Linked DNA regions of Sus scrofa: regions 1 and 2 are each linked to region 3. Evidence: chromatin contacts called from public Hi-C and promoter capture Hi-C data. All regions are on one chromosome and are shown on one strand. Each heading gives the region's core, a stretch centred on a gene start, on an enhancer-like site or on the middle of the called end of the contact. The rest is flanking DNA. Distances are from core to core; before and after follow the strand shown.

Evidence for each region. Promoter capture Hi-C pulls out the DNA fragments that hold promoters and counts their contacts. Hi-C and Micro-C count contacts between places; a contact is called where the count stands out from the background.
Region 1: a contact with region 3 is called in a Hi-C map of fetal liver, with 2.8 times the contacts expected there. The contact joins the promoter of FGF19 here to the enhancer-like site in region 3. A contact is called at or near these places in 3 of 5 promoter capture datasets (fetal liver, fetal skeletal muscle and liver) and 15 of 47 Hi-C or Micro-C datasets (alveolar macrophages, embryonic fibroblasts, epiblast stem cells and 9 more).
Region 2: a promoter capture Hi-C map of fetal liver shows a contact between it and region 3, with 7 times the contacts expected there. The contact joins the promoter of FADD here to the enhancer-like site in region 3. A contact is called at or near these places in 5 of 5 promoter capture datasets (fetal liver, fetal skeletal muscle, liver and 1 more), 25 of 47 Hi-C or Micro-C datasets (alveolar macrophages, blood, brain and 15 more) and 2 of 2 datasets of contacts at active chromatin or transcription factors (alveolar macrophages and skeletal muscle).

Annotation. Positions count from the first base shown.
Region 1 is chr2:3,581,648-3,584,422 of Sscrofa11.1, forward strand. It overlaps FGF19 (fibroblast growth factor 19), which reads left to right and starts at 1,380. Exons shown (of 3, transcript XM_003122420.3): 1 at 1,380-1,620; 2 at 2,025-2,128. The coding sequence starts at 1,380.
Region 2 is chr2:3,193,435-3,196,277 of Sscrofa11.1, forward strand. It overlaps FADD (Fas (TNFRSF6)-associated via death domain), which reads right to left and starts at 1,386. Exons shown (of 2, transcript NM_001031797.1): 1 at 979-1,386. The coding sequence starts at 1,264.
Region 3 is chr2:3,419,471-3,422,285 of Sscrofa11.1, forward strand. No RefSeq gene overlaps it. Among named protein-coding and RNA genes, the nearest start is that of ANO1, 47 kb to the left of the region's middle. Within about 2 kb of position 1,376, at least 3 of the 83 cell types and tissues checked have an H3K27ac peak or open chromatin away from gene starts, as enhancers often do. A contact at or near this core is called in fetal liver, where this site is marked.

The sequences.
Region 1 (2,775 bases), core at 130-2,629, 160 kb after region 3:
GGCCCCACACCCAGGAGCGGGGAGGGCGCAGGGGTTGGAGGAATAATGAGGAAGAATCAGTGTTGAGCCAAAGCCCTCTAGGACAAACACCCCCTTTCCCGCCAGGGCATCTTCTGGATGCTGGCTCCTTTTTCAGAGCCTCATTAGCGGAGGGAGGCCCTTCATCGAGGTGGCCCCACCCTCGCAGGGCCCATCACTGCCGCTCTGCCCTCCCCACCAGGTAAGGAGCTCCCGGTCTCCCCACCCTGCAAACAGCGCGCCCGGGGATCCCGGGACCAGACCTACTACAAAAGGCACCTCGAAAGCGGAGGACCTTCCCTGCGCCCCGAAAAAAAAAGTCAGTTTCCCAGTCTGCAGCTCGCAAGCCCACCCTGCCACGACCGCCCTGCCAGGTTCGATCTCCGGGGTCCCTCCGTCTTTGCAGAGGCAGGACGGCGACTGGGCGCAGAGCCAGCCGGGGCCGAAACCGGGGCTGAAGCGCCATCTAGCGCTCGCCCGGGCGATTCCATTGTTCCTCCGCGAGCCGAGGTCGCGCTCGGCCCCCAGTTGGGGGACAATTTACCGGGGTAAAAAGCGGCTGCGGGCAGGGATCGCGAGAACATAAAGCCAGAGAACACAGAGGGTCGGAGCTGCAGGGGACATTCTGGTGGCTGGCTTTACCTCTGGAGTTTCGAGGGGTTGGGACCGTGGTGGGAGGGAGTGGATGTGGCTTTTTAGGGGAAAAGGCCCCAAAGCCGAGGCAAGATTTTTCCCACAGGGAGCGAAGGGTTGGGAAGTTCAGTGTCCCCCGCCCCCCCCCGCCCCCCCCAGTCTCCGGCCCCAGGAAGCCTGCTGCGCGCCCCTGCTAGCGCCCCGCGACCAGCGCATTCCCCGGGGACCCCGTGGCCTGGGGCTGGGCTCCGTTGTCGTCTAGATTTCTTTATAAAATCAATCTCGCCCAGCCGAGAGCGACCTGGCTCCAGCCTCGTCCCCGCGCGCGGGAAGGAGCCTCCACCCCCCCAAGCCTCCAGCAAAGCGGGGCCTCCTCCTCCCTCAGATCGGGGCGGCCTGGGCGGGGTCACCCGGGCAGGGCCCTGGGAGGGGCTGGGCGGAGGCGGAGTGTGAGTGGGTGTGTGTGTTGGGGGGCGGAGGGCTGATGCAATCTCGATAAGAAATGCTTAGCGTCTCGGGCTTCCAGGGCGGGTAACAGACGCGCTATATAAGGTCGCCGGCCTCGGGCCGCCGCGCCGTCGGAGCAGGAGCGCTAAGCACCCCGGTGCCCGGGAGCGCACGGCTGCTCTCGCCTCCGCTCGCTCAGCCCCGCAGGGCCTCTCGGCGGCCGCCCAGCCTCTCGCACCCTCCCGAACTGCGCCCTGAGCCCCGAGCCCGAGGGAGGCGCGATGCGGAGCGCTCCGAGCCGGTGCGCGGTGGTCCGCGCCCTGGTCCTGGCCGGCCTCTGGCTGGCCGCAGCCGGGCGCCCCCTAGCCTTCTCGGATGCTGGGCCGCACGTGCACTACGGCTGGGGCGAGTCGGTCCGCCTGCGGCACCTGTACACTGCGAGTCCCCACGGCGTCTCCAGCTGCTTCCTGCGCATCCACTCAGACGGCCCCGTGGACTGCGCGCCGGGACAGAGCGCGCACAGTGAGTGCCCGCCGGGCCCCCACCCGCCACAGTGCCCCTTCCTGCCTTTACCTCCCTCAGCCCCCCACTCCCGGGAACCCCAGGTCTTGGCCCTTCCGCCCCCTCCCGGGATCCCCCGACTGCAGGAGGAGCTGGGGGAGGGGGCGATGCGTGCTTGGACCTACTGCACCCACGCGCTACCCTCCCTCCCCTCGCCCCTCTTCGGCTCCTGCGGACCGACCCCCATTCCTCGGAACGCCAGATCTTGGCACCTGGGTGTCCTCCTCCCTCGCCGGGCCCCCAGACTTCGAGAGGGACTGGGGGAGTTGGGGGGTGGGGCACGGGCCCGAACACCGACCAACCACATCCACGTGTGGTGGGCCTCGCGGGTCGCGGCTGCAGTGTTTTGCTGTCTTCGCGCCCAGGTTTGATGGAGATCAGGGCAGTCGCGCTGAGTACCGTGGCGATCAAGGGCGAGCGCAGCGGCCGTTACCTCTGCATGGGCGCCGACGGCAAGATGCAAGGGCAGGTGAGTGTCTCCGGCCCGCAGGAAGCTAGCTGGGACCGGCGCCTTTGGGGGAGGCGGGCGCCCGGGCTCGAATCCGGGGTTTCCTGGCTTCCTCCTGCTGGAATGCGTGGAGCTGTGAGGCGCACACACACAGCAAGGACCACATGAAGCTAACGTCCGACTTTCTAACATGGAAGTTGAGGGTTGGAGAATGTGAGACCCGCCTTAGCATTTCCACTTGAACCGAAGGGGGGTCCAGTTGGCTGGAGGAAGCCATCCCTGGGCTCTTTGATATGAAATGGGGGAAATCCACCTTGGCCTTTTCGGCTTCGGCCTGTGCCTGCGTGGGGCTTGCCTCCGCCTCCCTCTCTGCAGTTTTTATTTGTTTGCTTTAAAGAAAGGGAAAGGGAGTATCCACAACTCGGATCTTTTTTAAAAAGCAGGTCTTCAAATTAGTCAGTAGAAAAATCACATTTGCGGTGGAAGAGATTTTTAAAAATTAGCTTTTGTGCATCAGAAGCTGTGGGTTTTGCAGCATCCGAATGAGGGTGATATTGCTGGGTCAGTGCTCGTCCTGGGCTGGGGCTCACCTGTACTGCAGAGGCTTTTGGGGGGAGGCCGGCGGCGGGCTGGGAAGGCCCAGGTGACCACAGAGGTCTCAGGGCAGA
Region 2 (2,843 bases), core at 136-2,635, 230 kb before region 3:
CGGCTCCCTGGGCTCTGGGAACACAGAGGTGGCTGAGAATCCCAGCTACCCTCGGGTCTCTCACTGCTGGAAGCCCCTGCAAGCGCAGGGAGGGTGGAAAGAAGCCCAAAAGCAGCATGGTGGCTACAGTCACCCAGGGCGGCCAGGCGGCCCCCTTCAACCCTACGGGCTGCTAGTTACAGGCTGAGTATCTTGGGCACGTCACTTAACACCGCTCTCAGCCACAGTCCTTCCCATAGGAAATCAGGAATAGTAAGAGATGATGCTACCTAACAGGCTCATTGTGCAAATTAAACACATAAGCTGCAGAGTTCCCACTGTGGCTCATTGGTAACGAACCCAACTAGTATCCATGAGGATGAGGGTTCGATCCCTGGCCTCGCTCAGTGGGTTAAGGATCTGGCCTTGCCACGAGCTGTGGTGTAGGTTGTGCAGTGGAGGCTCGGTGGCCAGCAGCTACAGCTCTGACTCCGGCCCCTCGCCTAGGAATAGGAGCCCCCTGTTAAAGATTTATGATCACAGTATTTTCAGCCAGAGGAGAAGGACATTAACTGGGCAGACAAACCCCCCAGAGGATGCCCAGGAGGGCCGAATTCCCCCACCTGGGAGGTGAGCGACGCCCATTTCTTTCGAGTAACTTCTAATATGTACACCGGGACAAAACACTGAGGCTGGGGTGGGTGTCCGTGCTCAACAGCCTAGGAAACGTTAGCTTTTCGGAGTTTTCGTTCTCTTATCTGCAAAGCGGGCATGTCACCCGGCTCTCAGGAATGCTCAGAGAAAACACAACCCGGAAAAGCAAACCGAATCCGGAAAAGATTAGGCGCAGGGAATAGCGAAACCACTGGAGGGCCACCCCCCCCGCGCGGCCCGCCCGCCTCCCGGGCCCCGCCCTGCCCGTCCCCCACCCCGTCCCCCGGCCCCACCTCGCCCCTCCGGCCCCGCCCGCCCCCCGCGACCCCCGGCCCCCGCCCCCACCTCGCTCCTCCGGCGCCGCCCCGCCCGCCGCGCCCGCCTCGAAGGCGTCCAGGCGCCGCAGCAGGTCCTGGCGCCGCAGGGAGACGAGCAGCTCGCGCAGCAGCGCAGTGTGCTCGGGACTCAGCTCGTTCTGCTCCAGGAGCACGGAGAAGAGGTCCACGCCGCTCTGCACGCGCTCCAGCTTCCTCTTGCCCACGCGTCCCTGGCACAGGAACTTGAGCTCGGTCAGCTCGCTGCTTGACAGGCTGGCCGACACCGAGTGCAGCAGCACCAGGAACGGGTCCATGGCGGCGGGTGCGGGCTGCTGCCCGCTCGCCGGCCCGCGCTCCGGCAGACCGGGTCCCCCGCCTCCTCACGCGCCGGAGCTCCTCCGTCTGGCAGCCGCAGCTCCCACTTTGCCCGCCCTGCGCCCCGCCACCGGAAGTCTGCCGCAAACCCGCTTTCTCTCGCGAGAACGCCCCCGACCCGCGCATGCGCCCCGAGCCCAACCGTGGACAGCTCCTCCCGGGAGGCGTGCGCGGCCGCAAGGGGGCGCTTCGGACACGCTGGCGGAGGGGCCTTGGGACGGCCTCTGCGCCTGCGCCCTGCCGACCTTCTCCCTCCGGGTTGGCCTGTGTGGCCTTGGGGGTCCCGAGAGCTAGGGCCCCTGCTGGGGGGCACCCGCCTTCGTTTCCTGTGGAGTGTTGCACTGCGGATGCCGATAATAAATGCATTTCTCTATTAACATTTGCGAAAAGGCCTGTCCTTTGGTGCCCCCTGGACTTCTGTGTGCAGTAAAAACTTCAGAGGTTTTAGCGTTTCATAAATACTTGATTTTTAATGTTACCGTCATTATTTTCGAATGCTTATTAACGTTTATTAAGCGCCTACTGTCTGCCACGCAGTAGGTTCTGGAGACAAATTTGGGAACAAAGTGCGGAATTCCCCCCTGCCCGGAGCTTACAGCATCAGTACCCAAAGTTACGTAATACAGGTCAGCAAGACAGAAGTTAGCAGGACCCAGGGCCAAGGGGAGGGGGGGATGGGAGTGTGGCGGGGGGGCGGGGTCAGAGTCGGCCTCCTGCTGCAGGTGCGGGGAAGAGGAGGCAGGTGCGCAGGTGAGCCCGGAAGAGGGCGGGGCGGGGCGGAAGCCAGGGCAGAGGCACGGGGAGGGGGACGAGGTGGCGGGAGCCGAGCCTGGGAGGCAGGGCGTGGTCGGCAAGGGGAAGGCAGGAATTAGGAGCCGCCAGGTTGGGCTTTACTGCTCCAGAGATAAGCCCCTGCAGGGGAGGAGAGGAGGGGTGAAGCCTTTTATAAGTTACCTGGGGGTAGGGGTGGGGAATGAATATGTATATATTAATGTATATTAGATATAAAATCGAGGTGCAATTCACGTTCCCTACAACTCACTGCTTTACAGTGTACAATGTAGTCATTTTTAGTATATTCATAAAGTTCTGTAACTGCCACCATTAGCTAATTTTAAAACATTTTCATCACCCAGGTGGAAACCTGGTACCCATTAGCAGTCACTTCCTCCTTCCTCCCTCCCCACTCCTTTCTCCAGCCCCTGGCAACCGCTAATTTACTCCTGACTCTTTGGATTTGACTCTTCTGGACCTTTCGTGTAAGTGGAACCATACACTGCTTGGTCTTTTGTGCCTTTTTTTTTTTCCCCCCTGCACCAGCAGCATTGCAGAACTTCCCAGGCCAGGGACTGAAACTTAGCCACAGCAGTGATGACACTGGATCTTTAACCCACTGCGCGGGTGGGGAAATCCACTGTGCTTGGCTTCTTTAAATGAGCGTGACATCTTCAAGAGTCATCCGCGTTGAAGCATGTGACAGTACTCTGTTCCCTTGTGTGGCTGGACCGTATCTGTGTG
Region 3 (2,815 bases), core at 126-2,625:
GGCCTCCCAGTCCCTGCCCTGGCCCTTCTGTCTACTGCTCACTTGTCAGCCAGTGAGTCGTTCAGAAAGCAAGTAGGCCACTATCGCTCCTGGGCTCAAAATCCCTCAGGCCCCGTCCTACTGAGTCAAAGCCAAGTCCATATGCTGGCTCCTTACCTCTCTGATGTCCTCTTCGGACCTTCTCGTGGACCCTCTACACCAGGCCTCTGGCCATTCTCTGAACACACCAAGTTGCTGCCCCAGGACCTTTGCACGTGCCAGCTGCAGTCTGGACCACCCTTCCCAGAGCTCCACGTCTCACTACCTCATCTCCTTTGCTCTTGACTCAGATGTCCCTGCCTGGTGAGGCCTCCCCTGGCCACCTGGTTGAAAACCGAGGCTCCACCCCCGCCCCAGATATACCCATTCTCCACATGTTTCCTGTTTTGCTTCACCACCACGTGGCATTCTATGTATTTGTCCTTTGAATATCTGTTCGCTCCCACGGGAGTGTAGGGGTTATGCCTCTGTTGGTCTCTGTGGGCCCCCAGCACCCACGTGTGCCCCACAAAGGATGCTCAACACATATTTGCTGGGTGCATGAACCCCGGGTCCTGGAGTCAGAAACCTCCCACCAGATGCGTCACGCATCCCTGGGGCTCGGCCTGGCCCCTGCCTCCACATGTCAACATCCTGCGGGGAGAGATCACGGATCAGGCTCCCAGAACCTTCCATGAAAGATGCCACATGGGTCAGACCACACTGGCTGGTTTCCAGAACCCTGGAGGCTCCTACCTCTCCTGGTTCCCCACGGCCCCCCTGCAAGTTGAGGGCCCACTTTACAGACAAAGAAACTGAGGCTGGGAGGATGGCAGGGGCGCCAACAAGCAAGGGCCTAAACCTAGCCTCCTTCCCAGGGCTTTGCCCAGCCTGGCAGGCAGGAGAGTAGAAGCTGGGCTGGGCGATTGCAGCTGTGCCGAGAGCGGCGGTAGGAAACTGAAAGGGGGAATGAGAAACGGCTTGGGGGCTGGGGTACCCGAGTCCTCCCTCCCAGAGGCTCCCTTCCATGACCCCCAGTTCTGTTCCCCAGTGCAGGGCTGGGGCCCTGGGTTATTCCCCTCATGGCCTTCACCCCTGCTCTGTCCCCCGCCCCCAGGGTTCCCATGGGGCCCTGGGTTGGCACAGGGCTGTTGATTCATAGGGAAGGAACCCCAGCCAGTGTCCCCACTGCCAGGCACCTCTGGAGACCGCACCTCCTTCCCCTGGAGAAAAAGCCCTTGTAAAAGCATTAACCAGTGACTGGCAGTGAGAGGCGGCTGGAGATAAGACAGACCTTTTTACAACCAGATAAGCTGACAATAGCGTCCGGCCCCTTAAATGTGGTCCAGCCCCAGGCCGGCTGGAGCAGATGCCCAGCTGGCTTGCAAAAGATAAGGGGACAGAACGGTGGTCTTCCTGAGCTGGCCTCCTCCCCAGAAATGGAGGGGGATGGTGGGGGCGACAGCAGAAGTGCCCTGGACGGGGACTGGGCTGGGGAAGGCCGTGGGTAAATGGTGACATTTGTGGTGACTTCTGGGGCTGCAGGGGCTCCAGACCGTCGGCTTGTGTTCTGTGTCTGTGCTTCTTGTCTGTTCTCCTTTTACTGCAAGTGAAGAAGTGGCCTCAGAGGAGCAAGGAGGGCTTCTGTGTCCCTGTCGCTCTCTGGGTGTGGTCTCTGTGTCACCCTGGAACAGACACCCCCTCCCCTGTCATCCTGTCTGACCACCCCCACTCCTCCCTACAGCTCTAGGCAAGCATCGCCCACCTGAGTCCTGGGAAGCAGAGTGTGTTTCCCCACGTTTCCCAGGAAAGAGGGCACCCACTGACCTCAAGGTCAGGAGGTCAGAAACACCAACCCTGAGCCATGCCCAGGCTTGCTGGGCCTGGAGCAGGACAGGTGGGGCCAGCCTAGATGTCCCCAGGGACCTGGAGGGGGGTGGGCCCCCACAGAACAATCTGGGGACAGGGAGGGGACCCTCTAGATGCTGAGCCTGCCACCAGCCTCAAGCTGAAGCTACCAAAACAAAGATGCCCCGCAGAAGTCAGAGGATGTGGGGGGAGCTGGGGGAATGGGGGGACAGGGGTCCTGGTCTCACAGCTCTCCCAGGACCCTAGCCCTGGATTCAAGATGCCTGTGGGTCACTGCCTGCTAGGCAGCACTGGGGCAGGGCTGGGGATCTTGTGGCTCTGGCAGCCACAGCATGGCCATCCCCCACATCCCACAGGAGAGACAGTGGGTGACGACAGCCACTTGGGAAGTCCTGTTCTTCCAATATCCTGGGAGGCCGAGCCACCGCCTCCATTTTTCAGAAGAGGCAAGTTGAGGCCACAGAGAAAACATGATTTGCCCAAGGTCCCTGGGGTAACTGTGGCTCCCCGGGCCTTTGGGAACCTGATTGGACTCTGACGGCGAATCCCAACCATCCACTCCTGCCTAGAAGCTGCCCTAAGCAGAAGAAAGCCCTCCATGGGGCTGCCAGCCCCTTACCTGGTTCCCTGGGGGACACACCTGAGCACAGTTCTCAGGGGCTCCCCCTAGAGGACGCCACCAGAACAGCGTGGCTGGAGGCCAGACGTCCCCCATTCGCCTGGTGGGGGGGAGGTGAAGGAGACCCTCGGAGCACCTGGGTGAAGCCTAGCTGCTGTCCTCAGATGTGTGCTTAGCTGTCCTTAAACACTAAGCCACGCCTGTGTAGTTAGAAAAAAATCAAATGATCAGGGAACATAAAGCAAAAATTCTCTCTTCCCCTCACCCCCGGACCCGAGACCCATCTTCCAGAGCGAAGGCCTGCGCATT